6 separate regions of the Mus musculus genome follow, and all the other regions are linked to region 1. A link is a contact called in public HiCAR-type and promoter capture Hi-C data. All regions are on one chromosome and are shown on one strand. The core of a region is the stretch at or near the end of the contact, and the rest is flanking DNA. Distances in the headings are between cores, read along the strand shown. Region 1 holds the start of Hira (histone cell cycle regulator). Region 2 holds the start of A930003A15Rik (RIKEN cDNA A930003A15 gene). Region 3 holds the start of Parl (presenilin associated, rhomboid-like). Region 4 holds the start of Snap29 (synaptosomal-associated protein 29). Region 5 holds the start of Hic2 (hypermethylated in cancer 2). Region 6 holds the start of Eif2b5 (eukaryotic translation initiation factor 2B, subunit 5 epsilon).

Region 1 (4,778 bases), core at 740-3,239:
TCTTAAACACTGGAGTTTGGTTCCCAGAACCCACATCAGGGGCTCACAACTGTTTGTAACTAGGAGAGCTATAACCCCTGACTGGCTTTGGGCACCCCAAACACATGTGTATACATATGTCAGGAACATAAACATTAAAAAAAAAAAACCCTTAAAGCAAACCTTTTAGCAATAAACTAAATAAAGCCCCAAGAAAGCATCCAAAGTTCCTAGAGTAACTATTATTAGTCTTTGAACCTTTCTCCCACTCAGTGAATCAGAATGAGCAGGGAAGAGCAAGGCCTATGGAAATACAGAAGTTAAGATATGCCCTTTGAAACACATAAGACTCCTTAAATCTAGCTGCTACTTATTTAAACTACTCAAGTAGCAATACATATATGCTATGCTATCATAGTACAGAGCTCCTTCAAAGGACAGAGGCATCCACTTAAATTTAACTATTAGTTCCACAGACTGAAATCTGCTTGCTAACCCAAGGTTGGGCACTCTTGCTTTGTTTTGGTCATATGCATACACGTGTTTCTCATACCCCAAGAGCTAAGGGTTATGCTGGATTTTACCTCATGGGGATGAGATCCCAGAAGGCCAGTAAGGAAGCTCTCTGGTGGGTGTGTCTGACGTGTGCCTGGCAGGTTCCAGGGATCCTGAAGGAGAGAAGGGTATGTATAAAGATCTGGGGAAAGAGAAGGCACATACACATAACTATAGGTCTTCCTAAAACCCGGAGGATGTTTGTAAGTATCTATTTTGTATTTTTTTCAGACAAAAGTCTCCCTAATTCGGGCTATCTTGCAACTTGAGACAATTTTCTTGCCTCAGCTGCTCCACCATGTCTAGTTCATTTGTATTAGGCCAGCAAGGTCAAAGTGAGGAATTTACAGAACTCTGTTTCTCACTGGGGCAGAGCCTTTACTTGCTCTGGCAGGATCTTCTTCTTCTTCTCCTTCTTCTTCCGTCTCTCTGTTTCTTTCTGTCTCTCTCTCTCTCCCCTTCTCTGTCCCCTCTCTTTCTCTGCCTCTACTCTCTTCTCAATTCCCCTTCCCATACCCACAAATAAACTCTATTCTATACTAGACCTGTCTAGTATATGACTGGTACCTCGAGGAAGGAAGGAGGGATGCTTCAGTGTGGACCACTGAGTAAAGTACCCCCTCCCACTGTACTATACGTCCCTTCTATAAAACATATCCTTGGATTTTTAAAAACACATTGCTCTTCTTCCTTTTTTTTTTTTTTTTTTTTTTTTTGGGTTTTTTTGAGACAGAGTTTCTCTGTAAAGCCCTGGCTGTCCTGGAACTCCCTTTGTAGACTGGGCTGACCTCGAACTCAGAAATCCGCCTGCCTTTGCCTCCCAAGTGCTGGGTTTAAAGGCGTGCTCCACCACGCCCGGCGTCTTTTTCTTCTTTTTAAAAATGGGGTGTAATATAGCCAGGTTTGTATGCAGCTGTTACGACCTTGACTTTCTGACCTAGCCTCCACCTCCATAGTGCTGGGGTTGCAGGAGTAGGCCACCACTTAAGCACGACTTAGGCTTCACACTTGTTAGGCAAATAGCCTGTTAAGTGAGTACACTTCCAGTTCGGATTTTCATCCGCAACAGATGCGGTAGGCTCATGCCCAGAAATAATCTGCGAGCACTAGCGAGCAGCTACGGGGCAAAGCCCGCGCACGCGCCCTGGGTATTCTGCCACCCGCGGCTACACTCACCAGCTCCGAGGCCGCAGAGCCCGCGCAGCACACAGCATCACCCCGGTAGCCATAGTTTTTCACGCCACCCGCTGGCGGGCAGCTTCCGGGAGCACGCCCCTGGGCGGTCCGACCTGAGGTACCCGGTCGGGTCTGGCAGGCCTCGGCCCGGAACTCGCGGGTCTGGGATTCCGAGAGGCGGGCCCGCAGCTGGCCCCGCCCCCGACGCAGCCCCGCCCCGGGCAAGCAACGGTGGCTTCGCCGCGCCCTTTTGCGGGCGTCCCGCCTTCTGTGGATGCTGCGGTGTTTTCCTGCTCTCTGCTCCGCCTGGCCTATGTGTTTACATCTATGAAAACGCCCCGCTCTTCTAATAAATGCGCCCGTCTGGCCCCCTATCCTTCACCAGCCTAGTTCTTTTATGCATGCAATCGAGCTCAGGGCCCGCTGCCGTCTGCCGCTAGATGCATGCTGGCGCCCGCCCGGCTGGCGCTCGCGAGATGCCCAATAGCGCGAATTGATGGATGGCGGAAGCTAGTTACTAAGCTGGACTCGGAGCCGCGGAGGTAGAACTAGAGATCTGCACACCACCCTGGTTCTGCATCGCCGGGCGGGATCTCAAGGCTTTGCCAGCCTGCTCACACCGACCCTCATCGGCGACCACATCAGTGGCAGCGGAGTATCCCCGTCCTCCCCCCCCTGTCTACCGAAGAACCGAGGCGGCCCGGTCCGCGTAGGGAGCGGTTTCCCGCCGGGGCGATTTGGCAGGTGCGCGCCGTGACTTCCGGCGTTGCCCGGGAGCCGCCGGAGGAGGAGCGGCGCAGGGGATGCGGCTGTGGCGGCGGCGGCGGCGGCCGAGCGCAGGAGGCGGCTGTGGCGGCGGCTGGGGGCACGGGCCGGCGATGGCGCGGCGGCGCTGAGGGCAAGGGTGGGCGGCGGCCGGAGGGCGGGCGGCGCGGGAGGAAGCTGCGGCAGCTCCATGGCCCAGGCGTGCTGAGGGACACGGCTCTGGCTTCAGCCCGGCAGCGGCCGAACAATGAAGCTCTTGAAGCCAACCTGGGTCAACCACAATGGTGAGTGCACGCAGGAGTCGTGGGCGGCCGAACCTGCATCGGGGTGGGGTCTGGGATTGGCTTGCGGCGGTGCTCAAGTCCTGCCCACCTTGTCCAGACGCTGGTGCCGGGTGCTGGAGCTGCAGAACGGGCAGGAGCAGACTTTGTCCCCGGCTCTGGGACACCGGCGAGCCCGGGCACGTGCTTCGGGCTGGTTGCAGCGAAGTCCGCCTTTGCCTCAGGCAATGGCGCTGTGTCCTGCGCCGCCCACCCTTAATCTGGGATGCCTGGCTCTGGTGAGCCGGCTTGGGTACCGACCTGGTGCTGCCATCCGGCTTCACCATCCAGTATGTGCTCAGATGGTTGTGAGTATGAAACTGGGGCGACATCCCCCTTGTGGCCTTTCAGCGGCTCGGTGAATCTGCATGAGATACTTACTGGCTGTATTGCCCTTTCTGAGGCCTGGAGTTTGTGACAGTGCCCCCACTCGGGCTATTGCGATCCTGGAATGGGAAGGGCCTGGGCTCAGGTCCTACGGAGGACCACGAAAGAACCACGTTTAATGTAAGGATTGGGGCTTCAGATGACTAAGATTGGGGCCAGTGGTGCACAGGAGACAAGCGACTTTGGATCCGTGATAGTGACTTCAAATAGCAGATTCCTACACCCTGGTGGAGAAAGCAGCCGGTGGCATCCAGTTTTGTCGAGAACTACTGCAGGAGGTTGTTTGCTCTCTGCCGAGCGAGTGAGGAAGAGCTAGAGCCTTTCCCCCCAGCTAGTACTTGAGTCTCTGGAAGGACCCGAAGGAAGCACGAGGAAGCAGCCAAGCTCTGCTGAAAGAGGAAGGGTCTTTCCTCCTTTCTACTTTGTATTGCATCTAGAGGGAGCTACAGTTGTGTGTGTGTTTTTGTGTGTGTGTGCGCGCGCCCGCGTAAAAGAAGGCAAGTAGATGCATTTTTCTCTTTTTAAAAATCCACGTGGCCAAATTTAAAAAAAAATTGGTCCTGGGTGCTTTTTATTCACAGCCGAACTTTTTTTTTTTTTTTTTTTTTTTTTTTGGAGGGGGAGGGGGCGTTCACAAGGAAGATCGTAGACGTAGACTGGGTACGACATGCTCTCTACATTAAACAGTATGATTCTGAAGTTCAGCTAAGAACAGATTTTAAAGTTTGGAGCCTAGTCCGAGCAGTGGTGGAGCACACCTTTAATCCCAGCACTCAGGAGGCAGAGGCAGGCGGATCTCTGAGTTCAAGGCCAGCCTGGTTTACAGAGTGAGTTCCAGGACAGCCCGGGCTACACAGAGAAACCCAGTCTCGAAAACACACACACACACACACACACACACACACACACACAAGTTTGGAGGCAAGAAGGTTCAAAGTTCATTTGAAATCTAGGTGATGGGGAGGGGAAAGAATATGATAGAACCATACTGTATGAAAAAATTTTTTTTGTTTTTGTTTTTTTGTTTTTTGTTTTTTTTTGAGCCAGGGTTTCTCTGTATAGCCCTGGCTGTCCTGGAACTCACTCTGTAGACCAGGCTGGCCTCGAACTCAGAGATCAACCTGCCTCTGCCTCCCAAGTCCTAGGATTAAAGGCATGCACCACCACCACCTGGCATGAAAATTTTTTTAAGTAAAAAAATCTAAGTGATGATTATTCATGATAAAAGATGTTGAGACTTAAGCAAACTTCTCTTTTTTTTTTTTTTAATTTAAAGGCACCCTCTTTCTCTATATTGCCTTTACCTTGGAGATGGTGTTATTACATGTCACTGCCAAGCATGCCTTTAAAGATGATGGTAATGAGAGGTGGGGAGTGGCTTCCTAGCCAGGTCCTGAAGAGTAGTAGCTGGTAGAGTCAAGTTTCCTTTGGATGAATAAATAGAAGCCCTACTGCACTGGAGGGGATCGTACTTCCTGGCTTTCTCACTCAGCATTTCCTGTCTCCTTATATATACAGCATGAACTCTTGGGGTCTGAGAGTTCAGAGAGGGGAGGAAAAGAGAACAAGGCAAGGTAGGCAACTAGAAGAGTTAAA
Region 2 (4,721 bases), core at 1,956-4,455, 1.0 Mb after region 1:
ATCATTATCTAGATGTACACAAATATTTCTGGAAATTGAAGCCTCAGGCAATGTCAGCTTTGGGCCTAACATTTCTTCTGTGACAGTTAGGGTTAACAGCCTGAGGAATATATCAGTCTTAGCTCTGCTTAACTCCCTAAGAAGTTTCTCTCATTCTCTCAAAATACATCCTCTTCTCACAGCTAACTGTAGAATTAACAACCTGTAAAATTAGTGCAATTAATTTTAGTAAACTTAGGGCAAAGATTGATATTTGAATTTGAGACCTATATTTTGTGTGGTGTACAGTGGAGCAAATGCATATTTTAAGTATGAAAGCAAAGTCTGACTAGCAAATATACTGTGACACTTACCTATGCCCTTTACAAGTACAGAGGCTTGTACAGAATACAGCATCTGAAGGAATGACATCCATCAGAAAGCAACACTGGCGGTCCCTCAGAAAATTGGACATAGTACTACCGGAGGATCCCGCAATACCTCTCCTGGGCATATACCCAGATGATGTCCCAACCGGTAAGAAGGACACATGCTCCACTATGTTCATAGCAGCCTTATTTATAATAGCCAGAAGCTGGAAAGAACCCAGATGCCCCTCAACAGAGGAATGGATACAGAAAATGTGGTACATCTACACAATGGAGTACTACTCAGCTATTAAAAAGAATGAATTTATGAAATTCCTAGCCAAATGGATGGACCTGGAGGGCATCATCCTGAGTGAGGTAACCCAATCACAAAAGAACTCACATGATATGTACTCACTGATAAGTGGATATTAGCCCAGAAACTTAGAATACCCAAGATACAAGATACAAAGCACATGAAACTCAAGAAGATCAAAGACCAAAGTGTGGACACTTTGCCCCTTCTTAGAATTGGGAACAAAACACCCATGGAAGGAGTTACAGAGACAAAGTTTGGAGCTGAGACAAAAGGATGGACCATCTAGAGACTACCATATCCAGGGATCCATCCCATAATCAGCCACCAAACGCAGACACCATTGCACACACTAGCAAGATTTTGCTGAAAGGACCCAGATATAGCTGTCTCTTATGAGACTATGCCGGGGCCTAGCAAATACAGAAGTGGATGCTCACAGTCAGCTATTGGATGGATCACAGGAGGCCCAATGGAGGAGCTAGAGAAAGTACCCAAGGAGCTAAATAGATCTGCAACCCTTTAGGTGGAACAACAATATGAACTAACCAGTACCCCCGAAGCTCATGTCTCTAGCTGCGTATGTATCAGAAGATGGCCCAGCCGGCCATCAGTGGAAAGAGAGGCCCATTGGTCGGGCAAACTTCATATGCCTCAGTACAGGGGAACGCCAGGGCCAAGAAGTGGGAGTGGGTGAGTAGGGGAGTGGGGGGGGGGGGGAGTATGGAGGACTTTCGGGATAGCACTGGAAATGTAAATGAGGAAAATACCCAATTAAAAATTTTAAAAAAAAATATTACTCACATGCTGTGAAAAAAAAAAGAAAGAAAGAAAGCAATACTGAATTTACCAGAGAAGTACACTTCTTTTAATAATTCACTCGATTCAAGGAAACAGATTAAGTATTAAAGAAGAAACTAGAAGCCGGGTGATGGTGGCGCACACCTTTAATCCCAGCACTCGGGAGGCAGAGGCAGGCGGATTTCTGAGTTCGAGGCCAGCCTGGTCTACAGAGTGAGTTCCAGGACAGCCAGGGCTATACAAAGAAACCCTGTCTCGAAAAACCAAAAATAAAAGAAGAAGAAGAAGAAGAAGAAGAAGAAGAAGAAGAAGAAGAAGAAGAAGAAGAAGAAGAAGAAGAAGAAGAAGAAGAAGAAGACTAGAGCAACAGAGGCACTGGGTTTAATCCATGACCAAAGAAGAATAAATGTAACATAAACATTTTCAGAGAAAAAAAAAAAGCCTCCTAGCAGGGAAGCCCTCCAAGGGGCTCACAGGAAAGCTCTCCTGTCCACAGGAGCAGCAGGCAGGCCTTCCACAGAGCAGAACCCCTGAAAGCAAGCAAGTACTACAGTTAACAGCATCTGCCTTGCTAGCTTCCAAGTCCTTGAGAGAGACAGAGAGGACTCCTCAGAGCCCACGCAGGAGAAGTGCTACCCTTCCCACTCACCGCATCAATGTGTTACTAGATCACATGTCTAACAAGAATCCTCCAGACTCAACACTTTCCTTCAGCCCGTCAACTTAATCATGTGTATTCTTACTTTCATTATATAAGAGCAATACATTTCTTTTTAAATAGAAAGTGTACCTGAACAAAAAAATTAAAAATGCTATCCTTTTACCATGATGAACTAGTTATCACATTGGTCGGTGATATTCAATATGCATATAGATCTACACACACATCTGTGCTTTGAAAATAAGCCTTCTCGGCTGCAACATGCTATCTCATCACCTGGTTCTTTCAGCTGATCATCTATTTTTATTGTGAATCTATCTCAATAAATGACTACTTCCAGGATTATAATAGCTAATTGGTGCTTCTTTAAAACTCTTTTTAACAAGAAAACATAGTTGTAAAAAAAAAAATCTTTAAATTTAATTCTGAAATTTCTTAGTTAAGCCATGATTGTAGTAGCAATGAGGATAAATGGGGAAAAATGCAAACACAGCATTACCTTTATTTGCTCTGTATTCCAGGCTGGTGCAGCTCCCCAAGAAACGATGATAGGCCCTCATCTCTGCCTCTGCTATCCGCACCACCATGTATGGTGAGTATCTGGGGTCTGGGTCCTCGCATTGCCTGCACAGAACAGAGATGGAGTTCCAGGACGCAAGGTCACCATCTTCTCTGGCCTCCATCCTGCTCTAGGTACTGGCTGCATTGGTATAGTTAAACCTCCTCCTACCTAATCTCCCTGAAGATCACTCAAGGTTTCTTCTTTGTGAGAGCTGATCCTGGGGATTAGTGAGTGCTGACAGATTAGGCTTCCACAGACTTCCAGAACTCATTTTGAAACAGAAGGGGTGCTGAGGGGTGAAGACAGCATCGCATTATGAGATAAGCCATCGGTTAAATTATTAAAACGATTAAAATTATTAAATTCAATTTTAAAACATGGATAAAATTATGAAAAGATATTCTTTGGAAGACTATTCTGTCAGGTCAGTTTAACTCGGCTTTTCTTCCAAGCTCTCCAGGCTGCCAAAGCAGAAGCCAACTTAGCACTGCTGCCTGCTGCTAAGGGAATTTACCATCTAAGGAGGCCCCAGGCTGACACAGCAAACGGTAAACGGCTCAAAAGCCCCAGCTGCTCCAGAGAAACAGCTGCAAGTATGACATCAGTTTCCTAGTGAAGAATGCTCTGTCTTGCTGTGGTACGCAAGAGCTGCACTAGAACAAGAAAAATGGCTTCATGTTGCAGAGCTACCCTGGGCAAAGACACAGGAAATAGGCTGCCTTTTCCTGATACATTTTATTTTGTTTTTAATGTGATTAATGTTGTGTTCTAGAACGTAAAGATTACAGCATGAAACAGAAAACAAAATAGTTAAGTGAAACATACATAAATGTCTAAAGGCTCTGCCTATGTGACACCTCTGGGTGGTCTCTAGGTTCTGTGATCTCTGAAAAAAATTGTTTCTATTGCAGCTTAACCACATTTATAGACTCAGATATGTGTAGCCGTTAGTCATTTTTCTTCACTAAACAATGGTGTTTTATAATTTAACTGGACAGCTTGCCAAGCGTTTCCTAGGATAGCTTTGTAAATGTTTGCCTTTTCAAGATAAGACGAAGAGTATTCAGCTCCGACAGGCAGGGGAAACCTCAGAAAACTTTAAACTATCCTGTCTCCGTCTCGCACAGACACTGTTAAGCCATAGCAGTGCAAGGAAGCAGCTAGACTGCATTGGGTTCATATTAAAATAATTAATGTTTTGTGGTGGTTTTATTTATTTACAAGCTTTTTAATAATAATGTTTATAAAATAAGAAAATAAAAAATACTGTTGAACATACATTTTTCTTTCCTTCATGAGTGCGAGGCCTGTTTATCTACACGTGCAATTTTAGAGATGTGTTTCTTTCAAAGATGGGTATTTGAGTTCTTCTCGCCCTATTGCCTGCTATTCAGGTTTAGGTTAATTTGCCTAAAAGTTTGTTAATTTTCTCAAAGAACTAACTTGTCACTTCATTGAGTCTTTGTAATTTTTTTTTAGTTGTTGTTTCTAATTAATTGATTTCATCCCTGAGTTTGATTATTTTCTTCTGCTTATTCTTTTTGAGTGTTATTGTAAGACTCTGGGGAGCCTTAGCTTACAGGGGACCCTCTGAGTGAACCACTCAGAGCCAGGAATCAATGAAAAAAACAAGAGGAATTTATTGTTCCAGCACACTGGGCTTGTCCCAGATCCAAAGGAGAGGTGGTGACCCCCGGCAGCCCATTCAGAAAGTTTTTTATACAGTTTCCAGGGGCGGAATAGAGCATCAGCAACTAGGCACAATATGATTGGCAGAACAATACACCCTTTAAACTGATTGGTCTTTAGGAAATGAGGTAGTAGGGGCTTACTCAGCCTCTCCCTTCTGGCCTGTGTGCTCTCTGACCTGTCTCTTCCAGGAGGGGAGGGGTCCAGTGGAATTTTCCAAAGGCTCTGAGTTGACCTCTTCATTATCTCTTCTTGTTTTTCTTGCCCTGGTGGTTATATCACCCTGGTGGTGCAGATAAAGAAGAGCAGGTGGGCTGACCAGCTCAGCTACTAGATCCAGGGTTC
Region 3 (4,765 bases), core at 1,908-4,407, 1.4 Mb after region 1:
AGTAGAACGCTGGACTAAATGCAGTCAGTAGAACACTGGGCTCAATCCCAGCTCAGCACAAACCAGGGATGGTAGCATACACCCCAGCCCTCAAGAGAAGGAAAGAAGCAGGGCACTATCAAGTTAGAGGTTACACTGACCTTGGTAAGACCCTGTCTCAAAATAAATAAACAAAAAAGCTTCCCTTTCTAATCTAATCCCGTCCTTCATGTCTAGATTACATTTAACAACTTGGTTTCAGAAGATTATCCACTTACTCAACCAATGCTAAGGCAAATAGTAAGTAGTGCTGAACTCCCTTCAATGACATCAGCAATCTGAGAAGCAAACACCATTGAACAGTCAATCCCAAATGCTATTAATCCTTTCCCCTTGCCTACTTTTTCTTAGTGGCTAGGAAAGCAATATCCTTGTTTTCTAGCCTTCTGTATGGTAATATCTCATACCACTGGCCTGCCTCTCCATCACCCCCTCCCCACCCACCCTCAACCCCACTCCTCCACCCCGTCTCACTCAGACAGACAGACACACACACGTGCCTCTATCTTTCTGGCTTGAATAGGATGTAATATCTAAAGCTAAAACAGTTCTCTTTAAAGCCAAGATAAAGGTCAAGGAATTTACACTTAAACCCTGACATTTTGGAGTATAGTACAAAGACAGCAGTCGCTTCTTCCCTCAAAACATCTTAGAAAAAATAATTCCCACTTATCTAGTCATCAGTTTTATAGCCAAATGCATTCCTAAGTAATTTTTTTTCTTTTTAAAAGCCTTATTCTTTTTAAAAATTCAATTCCTTACATGTATGGATGTTTTGTCTGCATGTACGCCTGTGCAACTCATGTGTCTGATGCCTTGGAGGCCCAAAGAGGGTAACAGATTTCTAGGCCTGGAATTACAGGCAATTGTGAACCATCATTTGAGTGCTAGGTATTGAACCTAGGTCCTCTAGAAGAGTACTAAGTGCTCTTAACCCCTGAGCCATGTCTCCAGCCCCAAGAGCGTTTAATTTTATGTATATGGAGGTTTTGCCTATATGTATGTTTGTGCACTACATGTGTGCCTGGTGCTAGCAGAGGCCTAAAGAGGCCTTTAGCCCCTGGAACTGGGTTCCAGACAGTTGTAAGCAACCATGTGGAAACTGGGCATCAAACCCAGGTCCCCTGTAAGAGCAGAGAATCTTGAGTGCTGAGCTAAGAGCTCACGAAGCCCAGGAAGAGTTTAAAGTAGCCAAAGTAGGTCTAATAAATAAAGTGATCAGTTCCCACTGAACTAAACCAAATGATCATCATCAGAATGCATTCATTATACAGAACTAAACTTGTAACCCAGTACTATTGATTTCTCTTGCTAGACAAGAATCCTGAAGGACAGGAGTGCAGCAACCTAAACTTAACCATATCATAAAATCTTATAACTCCTGTAAAGGGAGAACCGTGTGTGGGCTGGCAGGTGCCTGAGGACCTTGTGTTTGTATCACCTTTGCCTTTGTATCACCACATAAAGTGTTTATAAAATGCAAACGTTGGGACCTCTTTAGAGCCACAAGGCCTGGCTCATTCTTCATGCTAATTTAGAACCACAGTGGCTCAAAACAGACTAGTGATTACAAAGCGAGCAACTCCCATTCCCTATTAAGTTCATACATGTGGAGACAAGAGCAAAGCCACTTCAGGTTCACCCACATTCTCATCTAATGCATTCTCCCATAACCACAAGATTAAGAATGTCAGTTTCCAAGTTTCCATATAAATTTTAATACCACATGTACTGAGGGGAGGGTTAGACAGGACCTCAAGTAATCCATGGTGGCCTGACAGTCTGGCTCCTACTCCTAATCCACCTCCCAAGTGCCGGGATTACTAGCCTGAGCCACCATGATAGGTAGGCTAAACTCTTTTGACAAGTTTTGTGGTGTTACTAGAGACAAGCACCCTACCAATGAGGTTCCTCAGAGATGAAGTGTCCACTTCTTTTGCTGCCTTTTCCCGAAACTATCACAGCAAATCAACAGGATCACAGAAATCTTGTTACCTCCAAGGCACCTCCCCAGTTCCACCTGTTTAAGACTTTTTTCTTCCTTTCTTTTTTCCAGTCTTCTGCTGCCCAGCCTAGCCTTGAACGCCTAACCCTGCTTACAAGCAAGTCTGACCACACCAAGCTGTTTAAAAGCAATGCCTGATTTTAAACGTTAGCCAGTAAGCTACACCATATGCAACTTTTCCACAGATGTTAATAAGCTTCACTTGAGGAGCAGGTTCTTCCGCTTTCGCCACTTTCCAAGATTCTGATTTTGGGTGGCACCTGGGAAATGAATCTACATATAGTCCAGGTGCTGTTTATTTATTTATAATTCAGCCTTTCCCAGCTTGGCTCCAACTCGCCATCCTCCTGATTCAGACTACTGAGAGTTGAGATTACAGACCTGTGCCCACCTCGGGTGAATTTTAAGATCAGGTGGTGCCTTCGCCAGGCTCAATCTCATCTCTGGCTAGCTCACACGTTTATAAAGACCTCAGGCCCCTTGGTGTGTATGGTACCATCAATTAGGTAGAAGTTGCAAAGTTGACATCTTCGGACTAAGTTTCAACGTCAGTATTAATTCAACTGCTATGGAATTTCTCTTCTATTACACTTCATGTAAGATCCGGCCGGCCGGAAAGGCCACGTGCTTCCTACAGCAGTACAGCCCTTTCAAGAATATGAGCCGGACATGCAATTAACGCTCAGAAGTTCCCCTTTCCATCACATCCCTCGGAACTACTAGGAAAGACCGCGGGTCCGGAGAACCGGGCCGGGCTCGGCCAGACACCTCTCGCGGCTCGGCACCCAGAAGCCAGTAGGGAAAGGAGGACCAAGGAAAAGCTAGGCAGGGAGGAGTCAGCTTTAGCAAAGACCTCGTAAACAATGGAAAGCGGGAGCCCCACACGGCTACCTATCCCCCGAGGATGCGCGCAACCCCAGCTCATGGGAAGCCGGGGGAGCTGGAAGCGGCGGCCATTACCTGCGTCCAAGCAGCCGCGGGGCCTGGGTCGCAGAGAGCTCCCGGTAGCCGCCACCCAAGGGAGGCGCCCACGCCGGACCGCAGCGCCAGCCTCGCTGTACCCAACCTTGCAACGCCATCTTCCCAACCTCTGCCCCACCATGGCCCGACCTCTCTAACCCCGGCCTAGAAATCACTTCCGGGGCGAAGAAAAAAAAAAAAAAAAAAAAGCCACACAGCGCGGAGGAGTGGTCTAGAGCGCCACCTGGAGGCCGTTCAGTTCCGGTCTTCCTCTTCTCAGACCAGCGCCACCTTGGAAGTTTCTGGTGAGAGTGACTGGGGAAAACTTGAGGCTTTGAGTAACGCTGTGTTATCAGACACCCTCAGGTTATCACATTTAACCACAAGACACCGTTTCACTGTGCTTTATAGTCTCAGAAAAGGGAAATGGCCCTGTACAGTGGCAACCTTAACTCGCCAGGCTTGGACATCTGTCTGATTGTGAAAAGCAGAAAACGATTTATTAAATGGGACCACACTGAGAGGATGAAATTCAATGACTCCCCACGTTCATCTTCCAGGTCTAACATAAAGATAAGGTTTAAATGGAAGGCAAGAAGTGTGCAGTATAAGGAAATTGTGTCCCCTCACCAATCACCCTTCACCCGTCACCCCCGACCCCTGATCCAGCCTCCTTCTCCAAGCCTGCCCCCTTGACAAGTTGCAAATCCTTCTGTAGTTACTGGCTGCCCCCAGAAACTCAGGCTTTTTCCTTCCAGCATGAGATTTCTGGGGTGGTTCCATTACTGAAGTTTGATAGCCAAAGACAGAGCCCCAAGTGTTTCAGTTGAAGAAGCAAGGGAAGGGAGAGGGTCTCCTACACCTGAGTCTGGTTGATCTCTAGACAACTGAGAGTCAAGTATCCCAGCACAATTAACATTTGCTTTGAGAACAATGTTCCCTTTCTACAGGAATGTTTCAAATAAGAATGTTACAGTAGCAGGGAATCATGTGTAATGCCTAAGCATGGCATGTTTCCTTTCCTAACTATAAATCCGCAATTTTCTAGAACTCACAACAAACCTCACTTATAGTAAAAGAGACTTTTTAACTCCCTCTGCAATTTTATGGCCCTTGGTTTATATTATTAGATTGGAGTCTATCAGAAGCACCTCCAGGACTACTCTGTCATCTCATTTATTTCAAGAGGGAAAAGGAGAATGGGTGGGGGTGGGGGTCCCTTAGAAACTCTTCTGTTACTGGTGGTAAAGGTCTGGGCTGAGTGTTTCCAGGCTTCGAGAATGAAGAACATGGGGAGCGACCCTTATTCAGAAAGAGTCAGAACACACTGCATAACTGTGGGTAGCAGCACCAGTGGAGATGCTTAAGGGACCCCAGTCATTGTTTGTAGCTTCTAGATATGGGATGCAGAGGAGTTTGGTTGTTAAGGGATACCCACTTTGTGTGACTCTATGTTTTCATTCACAGATTAAATACACAATTGTTTCTTATTGTCCATGTTTTCAAAGTCAGTGTAGGCCAAATGGGCCAACATAAAGATGGATGGACTGAGCCAACTGAAACCAGAACCAGTGTGGGCCAGCCTGTGTCCGTCATATATATCTCCACCCCTCTTCTCACTCCCCAGACATCACAGGCTGGCCGCCTGACTCTCAGGGTCTGTGCAGAGTCTGCAGAATTTGGCTTGTTTTAGGCTATTTGCTGCATTGCTTTACCTCCCTCCCTCCACTCTACCTTTAGCCACGACTTCACTACCCACCT
Region 4 (4,623 bases), core at 196-2,695, 1.5 Mb before region 1:
CCACTTTTACCCATCAGCGCGCAGGTGCACATGTCACCCAGGTTCTTTCCATCTTTCAGAAAGTTGAATGGACAGACAGCCCCCTCCCTTCAGTGCTAACATACTGTGCTGAGTCTATTTACACATTCCTGGGCGAAAAGCAGCTGACTATTATTGTTCATCCACGTTGTGCCTGGCCTTAATATGTAAACTCATCAAAGCTTCACAGGTTTTATAGATAAGCAAATAGGCTGTTAGCATGCAAGTTTCTTCCTCAAGACTGCACACAGAAATTGTAAATTTAGTCAGCTCTGACTAAAATCTGTCTTCTTCCTATCACAACATCCTTTTGTTGTTGTTTGGTTTTTGGGTTTTTTTTTTCCCCTAAAAGAAAGCGGTTAGCCTCCTTAATCCTGGGGTTCTACCCTTCACCACCCACCCAGTTCACCTCTTATCCCAGGTCCAAGCATATCTTTTATCTTCCAAGATAAGGACTGGCGTGTCTTTCTCTTCTGAAGCAATCCTGAATTTAGTTCTCTGTCTACTAACAGTCCACTGCATATTCCTGCCACTGCATCTTCTCGAAACTCATCATCTTTTGATCCAGTCTAACGCTACCATCTCTTAAATAATAATACGATTTGCATAGCTGTCCTTCTCCACAATCCAGTGAGAAGGGCAAAAAGTGTGTAGGGGAGGAGGGCGTCCCATTTCATGAGAAAGACACCTCTCCAAGGTCATTGAATGAAAACAAAAAATCGGGACCAAAAGCCCGGATTGGACTCTTGGTCCTTGGCTCATCCTACCACGCCTCACAGGCAGTCACGATGCTGCCACAACCCCCGCGCCTGAGATGTCACAGCGGTAGTCCGCCCGCCCACAGCTCACTGCCCTCCCACTCCCACCGGTACCAGACCTCCCAGCGTCCTGTCGACTTCCCGACTCCTCTCTTCACCAGAACCCTCTCCCACCGACCTCCCTACATCGCTGCCACCTCTATTCAGGAGCCCCTCTCTAGTCGCAAGTAGCCTTCTCAGACCCAGCAGCGTCCCGCCGCTTCGCCACCTCAGGCCCCTCCTCCTGTCAGTACGCAGGGTTACCTTCTCCAAGGATGCTGGTCTCTGCACAGCCAGGGAGCGGGCCAGTGAAAGTACTGTGTTGAAATAAAAGCCTCGAGAGGTGCTGGAGCCAGAGCTGGACCCCGAGCCGCCGCCGCCGCCGCCGCCGCCACCGCCGCCTCCTCCCCGGGCCCCAGCAGCCGCCATCACAGCGCACGCCCCGGCGCAGGCGGCTGGGTTCACAGCTCTGGGCTCGCCACCACCGGTCCTTACTGCGCAGGCGCAGAGGCGGCCGACTTCCCGGCCACCTGACCACCTGACTCCTCCCCTCTCCCCTCCCCCGCACTGGGTGGGGCCTGGTCCCCCTCTGCCGCTCCGCCGCCGGGTTGGCTCTGGAGGCGGGGCTCTAGCGCAGTGCTGGCGGAAGTAGTGCGCGCGGCGTCCACAGTGAATCCGCCCGCCGGCGCTGGGCTATCGACTCCTCGCTCAGCAACCCCTCCTGCTTCCTAGGTGCAGGCCGTCTCCCGCACCATGTCTGGCTATCCTAAAAGCTATAATCCTTTCGACGATGACGTGGAAGAGGAAGACACCCGGCCCGCGCCGTGGAAGGACGTCCGCGACCTGCCTGACGGCCCCGACGCGCCCATTGACAGGCAGCAGTACCTGAGACAGGAGGTGTTGCGCAGGGCCGAGGCTACCGCTGCCAGTACCAGCAGGTCCTTGTCTCTCATGTATGAATCGGAGAAGATCGGAGTCGCCTCTTCCGAGGTGAGCCTGGGGCAGAACTGAGCTAAACCGGCCAATCAATGCGTTATAAAAACGGGATGAAGAAATATTTTGTTTACGATCTTTTGGTATTTTTCTAATTGCCTACCGTAAGTTCATGGACATAGTGTAAAGAATTATGTATCAGGATCACCTGATGTTTACCTCTGGAAGCTTCCTTATCTATTATTCTGCGAGGTTAATTTCTCCCTCGCTGCCCTGCCCTCATGTCTAGTTAAAAAGTAAACTCCAAATAATGTTCTGTGTGAGAGTAAAAATGCCAAAGTGCGGCCTGTATTTGGGAAGTAGTGTCTGTTTCATTTACATATAACTTGTTAGGCAGAAGCCTCAAGCTGTTCCTCTCTAGTGGCCCAGTTAAAGTGTGAACTGTGTATGCTTCAAGTGCCAGGTGGTGCCTGAAGTACTGACGCAAAGGGAGCCTGTGTTCTTCTTCTCACATCCTTGACCACTTTTCACCTTTCTAATGGGAATATTTAAGTCCCCTCGCCTGGGCTCCTGCTCAGGAAACCAGATCCTGAATTGAGTCGACTCTTACCTTTGTAGACCGTGTGTTATTGTGACAGCTCTTTCCATCCATAGAAAATTTCAGCAACTAGGAACTTTGCTTTCCTTTAATTTACCTGTATTTGCATATGCACAGTTTAAGGGTGTCCCCTGAAGCCGGAAGAGGGCACCAGGGAATCCCTTGGAGCTGGAGTTGACAGATGGGTGCTGGGAACAGAAATGGTCTTCTGAAACTTCTTTAAGACCTTTTCTTTTTGAGGAGTTCGGCTTGGTGGACAGCCTACCAATGAAGCCCAGGCTGGTCTGGAACTTAGAATTCTTGGTCTCAATCTTTCTGATACTGGGATTTCAGGCATGTACCATCTTCTCCAGCATAAAATAAAGATTATTCCAAGACACCAGATTGCCCCTAAGTCTACTGGCAAAATAGTTGTTTTGGCAGAAGAAGAAATTACTGATATATCAGCCAAGAATAATCTTAAGTATTTTACAGTTTTGAAATGTAATAGTTGAAACAAAATACTGTCTTTCTTTACCAGTCTTCATCTCTGATCTTTGGCAAGTGTTCTCCTCTGGGACTTGGACAGATCTCTGTTGTTTTCTATTGCCACTGTTTGGTATTTTACCTTCTCCTACCTTCCCTGTTGTTGTCTCCCTGACGGCTAATGTATGTTCTGCCTCTAGGAAGTTGTGCTTCTGTGTACTGGATTCTTAATGTTCCACTCCAGATCAATTGGAGTCCTACAGGTCTTGGTGAACAGGTCACTTTGTATTGAGATAAGTGATAAGTTCTCACAATGTAGCCCATAGTAATCCAGATTGGCCTCGAACTCAAGATCCTCTTTCTTCAGCCTCCAGAGGGCTGAGGTCATAGACATTCACCAGATGCCAATGCAGGTAGGTCCTCTTGAAGAACAGAAAGCACTCTGACCTGCTGAGCCATCTCTCCAGCCCCAAAAGAGAACCTATTTTTTTTCTCTCAATCGTATCAATATGTAATTCTGACTGTTCTCCAACTTTATGTAGACTAGGCTAACCTTAAACTCAGCCTGGGAGTGCCGAGGTTCAAGCCACCACACCAAGCACTTTTATTCTTTTTTAACTTTAAAGTGAGGTGTTCTTTACATATTGGCCTGTATATTATTTAGTAGTATTGAAGGTTCTTTCATAGTTAAATACAATGAGGGGTGGTTTGGAGCCGGGGAATAGGCTAATGGTCATATTATATGCCATTAGATGGATGACCTGTTTATGCAGCAAGCCTCCTAATAATGAATATCATAATATTTGCTTCCTACATGAACATCACCACCTGGCCAAAGCCACTCCCCTTCCTAGGATACTCTGCCCCTCCTAGAGCAGTATAGCATACTACAATGATCTTCTCTGGAGCCTGATTTCTCAGTTCAGCAGAGCCCAGCAACGAACAGTAGACTAGGGTTTCAATTGACTTTGCACCAACACAGTGGAAAGGAACTGATGTTTGGTAATACTGACACATAACGTGCTCAGCTGCCTTGCCTAGCACACGCTCCTCGGAGGCCTACTCATCCTTACATCTTTCCAGTGTCTGCCACTGAAGCCACACTGGGCATTCAGTTCAGAGAGGTCAGAGAGACAGACGGCATCCCTCATAACCTGGAGGAGTGGCAAGGCAAACTCCTCAGGTTTTCCCCAGTTCGAGTGACTAAATCCATTGCCATAGATGTACTCTTGTTTTCTAGAAAGCTGGTGGGAGCAGCATTCCCAGTAAGGGCTTCCCAACCAGACCTGCTCCTCCAGAGTTGTTCATGGTGACTCTAATGCGTCCAATTTCTGTTTCTGAATGCACTCCACATCAGGGCAATCTCTGGCTCACACAGAACCCAGCAAGCTCCATGTTTACTTGGCTATCCAAGCTAGAATCTGTTAGTGTGAGTGTGTATTACCTTGAAAGAGATAATGAGAAATTTCGTTCTCTCTCTGTTTCTCTCTCTCTCTCTTTCTCTCTTTCTTTCTTTCTTTCTTCCTTTCTTATTTTTTCCTCTCTTTTCCTTTGTGAAATAGTATTTGCCCAGGCTCACCTCCATCTTGCTGATCCTCCTGAGTTCAGCTCTGGAGTACTGGGATCCCATGTCTGTGCTACCCCACTGCTTAATCCCCAGTCTAAGATAATTAATTTCAGAGTTCTGAGTTTAGTGCGCTGACCCCAGATTGACATCCATGTACTTATCAGTTCATAGCTAAGTTTAATTTCAAACTCATTATGAGGCCTACCTGATGTTCCAGGATGCCTTAGTTGTAGATTGCATTGTGA
Region 5 (4,766 bases), core at 2,234-4,733, 1.6 Mb before region 1:
ATCAGTGAAGCCATCATCAGAGAAGCTTCCTGGGAACTAACACAGAGACCCACAACTGGAAAATGTATAGAGAGTGAGAAATTTTGGAGCACATAGTCCTAAATAGATTGTCTTCATCTAACTCTCCTCTAAGGACTTTGGAACCTATTCATAATGAAGGCTGGAAGACTGTAAGTTCCAGAGGCGATGGATGGATGGTTCCCAGGAATCCGTGTCCTCCAGATACAACAGCACTGATACACATATGAACGCCCAGACTGTGGCCGCATGCACAGGGCTTGTGCAAGCTTAAGCCAGATGGGGTTCCACTACAGAGAGGGGGATGTGGACACAAAAACTTGCACCCCTAACCAAGATGCTATCTGCAATTGGAAAAAAAAATCAGTCTTCTCTAACGGAGTCTCACTGATTAATATTTGTCACACTTCAGGGCAGTCCACATGCCCAGGAGTCGATGACCAACACAATATAAACTGAATGGTGTTTTAGCATGTTTTTTCTTCAGATTGCTTTGTCTAAGCACTTTTTTTTTTTTTTTTGAGACAGTGTTTTACTATGTAGCTCTTGCTGTCCTGGAACTCTTTATGTAGACCAGGCTGGCCTCAAACTCACAGCAATCCACCTGCCTTTGCTTTCCAAGAGCTGGAACTAATGGCATGTGCCACTATGTTGGCTTAGTCTTTTGCTTGTTTTGGTTTCTGATTTTGTGAAGTTTTTGTGTGGATGTGGTATTAGGTTTTTGGTTTTGTTTATTTTTTAAAGAGAGAGAAGAGGGCCCAGGAGACGTTGTTGGTGCACACCTTTAATCCCAGCATTCAGGAGGCAGAAGCAGGAAGATCTCTGAGTTTTTTTGTTTTTTTTTTTTTTTTTGTTTTTGTTTTTCGAGACAGGGTTTCTCTGTGTAGCCCTGGCTGTCCTGGAACTCACTTCGTAGACCAGGCTGGCCTTGAACTCAGAAATCCACCTGCCTCTGCCTCCGGAGTGCTGGGATTAAAGGCGTGCGCCACCACGCCCAGCATGATCTCTGAGTTTGAAGTCAGTTTGGTCTATATATAGAGTTCCTGGACAAAGTTGCAGTGTGAGACTTTTTTTTTTTTTTAAGTGTGTGTGTGTGGAATGGTATAGATTTGAGTAGGTAGGAGCTGGGGGAAGGGGAAAGAATGATCATATATTGTATGAAAAAAAGTTATAAAAAGGTAAAAAAGTATAAGATAAACATGGTTGTGCTGACTTAGTGGTACCTCAGGTACCAGCTAACCTAACTACCCCAGGGGTGGCACAGCTGAATCTTACAATTGTAGCTCTGCCTTTCACTCTGTTTTTTGTTGTTGTTGTTGTTGTTTTTTGTTTTTTGTGTTCCAGACAAGCTTTCTCTGTATAGCCCTGGCTGTCCTGGAACTTACTTTGTAGATAGACCAGGCTGGCCTCGAACTCAGAAATCCACCTGCCTCTGCCTCTTGAGTGCTGGGATTAAAGGCATGCGCCACCATGCCTGGCTCACTCTGGATTTTTTTATTAGCCTATATTAATTACATGTAGTAATGGGTCTCATGACATAGTCACATAGCATATTTGGACCACAATCAGCCCATTACCCTCTTTTGTTTCTTTCCCACTGCCTCTGACCCCATTCTTTTCCCCAGCTTGTCTCAGTTCTACTCTTTCTTTTTTTTTTTTTTTTTTTTTTTTTTAGATTTATTTATTTATTATATGTAAGTACACTGTAGCTGTCCTCAGATACTCCAGAAGAGGGCATCAGATTGCATTAAGGATGGTTGTGAGCCACCATGTGGTTGCTGGGATTTGAACTCTGGACCTTCAGAAGAGCAGTCGGGTACTCTTACCCACTAAGCCATCTCCCCAGCCCCATACTCTTTCTTTTTTATGTGATTTAGTGAATTTAATTAGAACTGCTTACAGGGGAATAAGTGGGTGATTATTTATAGGAGTCAGGGCAATACCAGTGTATTATTTATAGGAGTCAGTTTACCAGTGACTATAACCACTGAAAAAAATGTTCCTTCCTGTAACCATCACCTAGGGAGTGGCAGGACCACCACACTTGGCTCAGTAAGTCTTCAAAACAGCCCACCTCTAAGCTGTTCTTCATGATTGACAATTCCTTTAACACGTGCTTGATAGTTCTTTTTTGTTTTTCCTTTCTGAGGCAGGCTCACTGTGTAGCCCTGGCTCAACTGGAAGTCACTATGTAGTCAGACTGGCTCTAATTCACAGAGATCTGCCTCTTTCAGCCTTCAGAGTTCTGGGACTAAAGACATGCCCCATGCCACCCATTTTCAATCTATTGAGTTTTCGCCATTTCTAGGATGTTTAGGCATAGTATTCTATGTCTTGGCTAGTATAATTGACAGCAGTAGCTTTATAATTTGCTTTAATATCTGTTAGGACAAATGTACTCCTATTTCTGTTGTTTGGTGTTTCAAAGATGATAGTTGTAAAAACAATCATGTATTAGCTATGTAGCTATTGGGTAAACTAAGAATTTTAATTTTTTTTAATCTGTTATTTTAAGCTTGTACATTCGGAAAGCATGCTTGCCTCTGTGAAGGGTTATTGAATTGGGTTTCAATGTTGACTCTGGGTCACAACCTCCCTATAGAACAGCTGTAGGTTCTGGCTAGGACTTTTCTGACCTTTAACAGTGGTGGGCTTTAGTGTTTAGTGTTCAAAGTAGAGAGATGGTCATCTAATAACTCTCTAGAGAATAACTCCGTGTGAACCCCAATACATTTGGATGGCCACAAGTCTTGGGTCTTTACTGGGCTGCCTAAACTCCTGTGACCTGCGGCGGTCACCGGAACTCTGGATAAGTAAGCAGAGTGTACACGGACCTCTCCGCCCTCTGCGCAATCCGGGTCGACCTTCGCGAGAGTGGATGTAAGGATCCTAGGAGAAGTTTAGGGTTAAGACTCCCAGGCCTCTTTTCTCCTTTAAAATCAGAACCACGCAGGCCTTCCTGCAGCCCAGACAGCGGAGCAAGCAGCCTTTGGGTGCTAAACTTTATAGACTGAGATACTCTGCGTAGATCAAGGGGCTCAAACGGGCGGAAGAGGAGAGGCGCAGGCCACCTGAACCGGGTTGGTGGTGATAGTGTTGGGGGTTCTGAAGGGTCCGGGTCAGGCTCAAAACGGGTCAGTCTTCCGTTTGAGGGCTGGGCATAGACCCGTGGTAAAGAGCAGGATTCTTGTTTCGCTGGGTGTTGCCCGTCAAGTATTTTGAGGTGAGGTTGCCATCCCGTTCTGGCGCCTGCATCGGGACCCTGTAGGCGACCTCCCGTGCGCCCCTCCCCCATTACACTCTGCCGCAGCCACTGGCCCATCCCTGGACTCAGACCCCTCGGCGGCCCCGCCCAGCCTCAGGGTTCCGCCCCCACAAGGGTCCGCCTCCAGGTCCGCCCTGTCGCTCGCCCATTCAGATGTGGGTCAGGGGTGAGCGGGTGGAGCTGACGTCACAAGCTTCCAAGATGGCGCGGAGCGGGCGGCTGTGAGCAGCGCTCTGGGCGCGCTGGGCGGAGAGCCGAGCGGGGGCCGGCGGAGGGCGGACAGGGCGGGCGCGTGCAGCTCAGGTCGGGCGCCCAAGACGAGGGGCCTCTGGCAGGCACCTGAGGTAAGCGGTGTCCTCGAGGGAGGGCGACGCGGGCCGGGCGCGCCCCCGGAGAGGGGGGCGTGGGCGCGCGTGGGACGGAGCGCGCGCACGGCCCCTAGTCTCGAACCGAGGCGCACGCGGGACCCTGGACGGGCGGGGGCTTTGTGGTTCAGGTGCCCGGCGGGTTGCGGCCGGCACGGGGACTCCGGGCACAAAGCCCCCAGGGCCGCGCCAGTCCGGGGACGCGAGTCTGTGGAGCGGGGGTCGACGGGGTAGCGGGCGCCGGCTCTTTGTGCCTTTTCATTAGCAATCTAATCCGAACGGCGTCGGGCGAGCTATGCTGCCTGACAGGCGGGCGTTCTCCCATTATGCAAACGGCTGTACGCCTGCGGCTGCCCCTCACTGGAACGCTTTACGGTTTCCAGAACTGCGCTTGTGTGTATGGTCTGCAGTCCTTTTCCTCGAGTACCCTTCCTGGCTGGGGGACTGGCCGTGTCAGGGACAGGGTAGGGCTTAGAGGGCCCGGCTCCGTGGCTGGGTGGGCTTTCTGCCCTGCCCCCAGACCTTTGCTGGAGGCAGCCGCCTGGCAGGAAGAGAGATGGGCTTGGGGGGAGGGGGTCGGGTGGCAAGAGGAAGGGACTGGCTGGCTCAGGGAGTGAGCTGAGGGGCCCTAGCTTGTCATTCTCTGTTTATCTTCCAGAATGGTTCATATGCACACAAGCCTGGGTGTAAGTGCTGGGGGAAAATACCTCTCCCTGGGGGGCAGTGACTTAGGTACTTGGAGTGATTGAGGCCAGATAATACTCTCAGCGGCCGCGCCCTGAACAGTTTTGGACTACCTTGCGACGAGAGTCCCGTGCTGATCTTGGCTGGCCGGAGAGATTCAGAAGTTATTTACTTATGTGTTCTATCCCCCTCTTCACAGTATCTTTTCTAGTTATAATTGTCAGGCGCATTTGGAAAGCTGTGTTCCAGGTTCCTCACTTTCAATCAGCAGGAGGGGTGTAACACTGAGAGGCCACCCCCACTGACATATGTGGCGATGGGGGAGGGGCGGATCCTTGCCTATAGGAATCCTGTGACTGGACTGTTACTGGGGTTTGCTAGCTGTGGCTTTTGCACCTAGGACCAGGAGATTCGGCAGGTCGTGGAGGGGCTCA
Region 6 (4,151 bases), core at 311-2,810, 1.6 Mb after region 1:
ATAGGCTCACCACTCCACCGGAGAACATCTGCGGGGAGGTGGGTGGAAGCAACAGAGGGAGTTGCCGAAACTTGCGGGCTGTGGGATTAGCAGAGGTTCTGTTGCTGATTGGGCAGATTACTTACTGGAATTTTTGGCTTGACAGAATTACGCCCAGCCTGCGTGCCATTGCTTCCTCCGCCTTAAGCTTGATTTATAAACTGCGGCCACGGCTTCTTTTACCAAAACCTGCTGCTCCACTTCAGTCTAGCCTGAAAAGCTTGCTACTACGCCCCAGTCCTACCCAGTTTACTCCTGCTCTTAGATCCAGCCTCATCTGGGATAACGCTTGTGGAACTGAAAGACCCACAACGTGAGGACTCCCCCACGTTCTGACTCAGGAGAGGCGACACCCCAAAATCACCAACGAGAAACGGTCTTGCTGCAAATTGCAAGAGGATTTTTATTCAAGAGCGCTCTCGGGCCCACGGTCATACACCACGCAGGGGTAGAGGACTGTGGCGCCCCGAGTAGCTGGATAAGGGGGTATTTAAAGGAAGGAACCACAACTCAAGGAGGTGGGAAGGGCGTTGTTGGAAAATACCAAAAATACCAGTTAAGAGTCACAAGGAAGTACAGAGTCACAGGTGTCACAAGGAATACCTGGTAATTGTTAACTCTCAAGACAGTTTCTAAGAGCCCCTAACGATAGCACATTTGCATTGCAGGTTCCAGCAATGGTCAGAGTGGGTCAGGGTGACTTTCTTTGAATTAACACTCTTTGAACCCAGGAAGCCGGTGGGTGGAGGAATGTCGCTATCTGTTTTATGATTAGCATACCTTGGAGCACTGAGTTTACTACTCTTTCAGAACCATGGGAGTCAGATGAGCTCCAGCAGCAGTTTTTCCACTCACTAGTTGGGCGTGCTCCCTTGGTTCCGATTTGAGGGTTTAAGAAATGCCTGTCGCTCTAGGTCGTATTTCTGGCAAGGGGGGAGGGAGCACCCATAATAGGTGTGTGTTCAGTAAAAATCTACAGCCTGCCTCCATGTCCAGTATTTGTGCAGATCGTGGTTTCCCTCCCAAAGATGCCAGATCCCCTTAGATTACTAGACTGCAAGTGGGGAGCTTCATTTTATATTTAGATTTATGTGGATGAGTGTTTTCCACAGGCATCCAGTGCCCGGTCGAAAGTGTGTCGGACACCCTGGAATTGCAATTGTGAATAGTTGCTTGCTACCACGTGAGCGCCAGGCGCAGAACGTGGATCCTCTGCAAGAGCAGTAAGTGCTCTTAACTGTTGAGTGATCTCTCCAATCCCTGAGAACTACAAATTTTATCCTACTCTGGGCAGAGGAGCTGTAGGCTCCTGCCCAGCGATCACAAGCCTATCCAGCTCGCTGCCTTCTTAGCTTGTCCAATCCAACAGCACTCACTGACTAAGTAGACAACGGTGGGATCTCACCCCTCTGGGGTGCATACACCTCCCAGTAGCACCTACTGCGGTCAGCCACGCCCTGGTCTTGCACGGGGTGGGTGGGGTCTGCTGGTACACACATGCGCATTCCTTCCTCTTTCTCTCCCTGCAACTACACCTTCGCGTTTTGACTGTGAGTCCTTTTTGTCCCCTACTGCGTGCCGTGTGACTTCCCGGCGGACGTGCTGGCTGCGAAGCAAGATGGCAGCCACTGCGGCGGTGCCTGGCGCTGCGGCCGGCCGAGCGAGCAAACGCGGCGGCGGCGGCTCGGGCGGCGGGGGAACCCAAGGTGCGGAGGAGGAGCCGCCGCCGCCCCTCCAGGCAGTTCTAGTGGCCGATAGCTTCAACCGCCGCTTCTTCCCCATCTCCAAGGACCAGCCTCGGGTGAGCACCCGGCTCGCGAGCAGTCTGCCGGCCTCGAGGGTAGCGGGGCCGCAGGTTGCCACTGCAGCTGGTTAGTGAAGCGTGCTCTGGAAGTTACCCTCAAGTTGAGCTTATCTGGTTAGGAAAAGGTGGAGAGACCGACTGAAACCTCGGAGGCTGTCCGATCAGATGAGTAACTAGCACACATGGATTCTCGCAGGGCTATACACCCAGCCTTGGGAAGGATGGAGAGGGCTGTGTGTAGAATCAATGCTTGAAAGAAGGCTTCCCCGGGGGATTTAGTAGCACAAGAGGGGCCTCCACTGTCTTTAACCTTGCAGGACATGGGCAATTTAAAGAAATTGCTTTAGATAAAGGCAATGGTAATATATTCCTAAAGGAAAAAAGGCTAGCTCTCAGCAGGCTGTTTTCCTCCCATCTGCTGAAAGGGGACCCCAGTGGGTTGCCATCAGTCTAGGAATTACCTAGACATAGGAAATAGGCATTGCGCTTGCAGACTACTGGGTCGCTCAGCAATCCATAGTTCATTCAAATAGGGATTTGCCTTTGACTTAAGAATTCCTAATAGCCGGGCGTGGTGGCGCACGCCTTTAATCCCAGCACTCGGGAGGCAGAGGCAGGCGGATTTCTGAGTTCGAGGCCAGCCTGGTCTACAAAGTGAGGTCCAGGACAGCCAGGACTATACAGAGAAACCCTGTCTCAAAAAACCACAAAAAAAAAAAAAAAAAAAAAAGAATTCCTAAGGCTAACGACTGTTCATTTTTGACAAGTGTTTGAATGATTTCTGTGACTCTTAGTGGCAATAGAACAATAGAAGGAAATTCTATGAAGAAGACCTTAGTGCTTAGAGTTCTAGAGCTATGACTTAGGGCCAACATTTGTCCTTAATGCCAGCACTGGGCTCCTAGAACATGTTTGTGTCTGATACCATGCCTACTAGGCTCAAATTCCAGAGCCTTAGACTGACCCTTAGAGCCTGTTTGCTTTAGAATAAAAGGATAAAGTCGATTATAGTGTCTGCAAACCAAAGTATACCAAAGTATAATCCTGACTTGAAGATCTCAGACTTTTTCTTTCCTGCCCTATAGGTCCTCTTGCCCCTGGCCAACGTTGCGCTAATTGACTATACTCTGGAGTTCCTGACTGCCACGGGTGTACAGGAAACATTTGTCTTTTGCTGCTGGAAAGCTGCTCAGATCAAAGAACACTTACAGTAAGGCTTCATAATTTTTCCTTTCCAGGATTCTCCGTCTTTTTTCAGTTCTTCCAGGATAGAGTTGATGTGAGGAGGAGAACACTGAATCTGTTCTGAGCTCCTGTGAGGTTTAGTGTTCTCGTCACGTGTCCCGAGGTAAACTGCTGCAGCTTCCTTTGCCTTGAGGTCCCAGGGACCAAAATTAAAGGCTTGCCTGTGATTTTGAGTCTTTCTTTCTTTTTTTAATATATATTTTTTATTACGTATTTTCCTCAATTACATTTCCAATGCTATCCCAAAAGTCCTCCATACCCTGCCCCCCACTTCCCTACCCACCCACTCCCACTTTTTGGCCCTGGCGTTCCCCTGTACTGGGGCATATAAAGTTTGCAAGTCCAATGGGCCTCTCTTTCCAGTGATAGCCAACTAGGCCATCTTTTGATAATTTCTGAGTCTTTCAAAGTTTGTTCCTGTGAGTTTTGCTTTTTGTTTGATGGCTCCAGAGTGTATGTTATTGGAAGGGCATCTTTATTTTTCCACCAAATTTCCAAATACTGTCTGTATTTGGAACAAGCTCCTCCCCTCTGTGTCCTCCGCCCACCTTAGTTTCAAGCCCACAGTAAGTTCTTAAGAGATGCTTGTTAAAATTTGGAAGAGTTAGTCTGGGAATTTATGAGTTTGGGAAATAAAGACTAATATATACCCAACATGTTTTCCATGTTACGGTGTTTAAAGTTGATAGAGACTCAGAACAAGAAAGATGACATGAAAAAAAAAATATATGTTCCCAGAATACTTTTATACCCTAGATCTCATAAGCTCTTGAATTCAAACTCATATTTGAAGACAGGAGTCAAGTTATAGAAAGGAAATGGCCATATTTCTCAAACACATAAAACTAATGACACTAGACGCTGAAACCATTCATTATGGTTCATAGGACTCTTTGAAACCAGGGACGCTGGCAGGAGCCCAGGAAAGCCACAGAGGAGTATAAACGCTGGATGGAGGTTGAAGGCCAGGTCTGTGACCATCTGTTTAATTTACTGTTCCTCTCATCACTTTCCTACAGGAAATCCAAGTGGTGCCATCCTACGTCCCCCAACGTTGTTCGGA

What was found. Promoter capture Hi-C pulls out the DNA fragments that hold promoters and counts their contacts. HiCAR-type assays count read pairs that join an accessible place to other places. Capture Hi-C pulls out chosen DNA fragments and counts their contacts.
Region 2: a promoter capture Hi-C map of pre-B cells shows a contact between it and region 1. The contact joins the promoter of A930003A15Rik here to the promoter of Hira in region 1. A contact is called at or near these places in 4 of 39 promoter capture datasets (the HPC-7 cell line, cranial neural crest, frontonasal cranial neural crest and 1 more).
Region 3: a HiCAR-type map of astrocytes shows a contact between it and region 1, with 4 times the contacts expected there. The contact joins the promoter of Parl here to the promoter of Hira in region 1. A contact is called at or near these places in 5 of 39 promoter capture datasets (cranial neural crest, embryonic stem cells, liver and 2 more) and 4 of 115 datasets of contacts at active chromatin or transcription factors (astrocytes, embryonic forebrain and embryonic stem cells).
Region 4: a promoter capture Hi-C map of adipose tissue shows a contact between it and region 1, with 5 times the contacts expected there. The contact joins the promoter of Snap29 here to the promoter of Hira in region 1. A contact is called at or near these places in 4 of 39 promoter capture datasets (cranial neural crest, frontonasal cranial neural crest, liver and 1 more) and 2 of 9 other capture datasets (adipose tissue and liver).
Region 5: a promoter capture Hi-C map of cranial neural crest shows a contact between it and region 1. The contact joins the promoter of Hic2 here to the promoter of Hira in region 1. A contact is called at or near these places in 2 of 39 promoter capture datasets (cranial neural crest and liver).
Region 6: a contact with region 1 is called in a promoter capture Hi-C map of liver, with 2.4 times the contacts expected there. The contact joins the promoter of Eif2b5 here to the promoter of Hira in region 1. A contact is called at or near these places in 1 of 39 promoter capture datasets (embryonic stem cells), 1 of 115 datasets of contacts at active chromatin or transcription factors (embryonic stem cells) and 2 of 9 other capture datasets (adipose tissue and liver).

The regions. Positions count from the first base shown.
Region 1 is chr16:18,874,761-18,879,538 of GRCm38.p6, forward strand. Hira (histone cell cycle regulator) reads left to right here and starts at 1,990. Exons shown (of 25, transcript NM_010435.2): 1 at 1,990-2,759. The coding sequence starts at 2,723. Mrpl40 (mitochondrial ribosomal protein L40) reads right to left here and starts at 1,877. Exons shown (of 4, transcript NM_010922.2): 1 at 1,711-1,877; 2 at 564-647. The coding sequence starts at 1,763.
Region 2 is chr16:19,881,069-19,885,789 of GRCm38.p6, forward strand. It overlaps A930003A15Rik (RIKEN cDNA A930003A15 gene), which reads right to left and starts at 3,206. Exons shown (of 3, transcript NR_027896.1): 1 at 2,856-3,206; 2 at 2,625-2,749.
Region 3 is chr16:20,299,205-20,303,969 of GRCm38.p6, forward strand. It overlaps Parl (presenilin associated, rhomboid-like), which reads right to left and starts at 3,158. Exons shown (of 10, transcript NM_001005767.4): 1 at 3,005-3,158. The coding sequence starts at 3,123.
Region 4 is chr16:17,404,555-17,409,177 of GRCm38.p6, forward strand. Snap29 (synaptosomal-associated protein 29) reads left to right here and starts at 1,446. Exons shown (of 5, transcript NM_023348.4): 1 at 1,446-1,805. The coding sequence starts at 1,569. It overlaps Pi4ka (phosphatidylinositol 4-kinase alpha), which reads right to left and starts at 1,311. Exons shown (of 55, transcript NM_001373955.1): 1 at 1,080-1,311. The coding sequence starts at 1,244.
Region 5 is chr16:17,230,104-17,234,869 of GRCm38.p6, forward strand. It overlaps Hic2 (hypermethylated in cancer 2), which reads left to right and starts at 3,484. Exons shown (of 3, transcript NM_178922.3): 1 at 3,484-3,627.
Region 6 is chr16:20,497,257-20,501,407 of GRCm38.p6, forward strand. Eif2b5 (eukaryotic translation initiation factor 2B, subunit 5 epsilon) reads left to right here and starts at 1,561. Exons shown (of 16, transcript NM_172265.2): 1 at 1,561-1,840; 2 at 2,929-3,053; 3 at 4,108-4,151. The coding sequence starts at 1,658.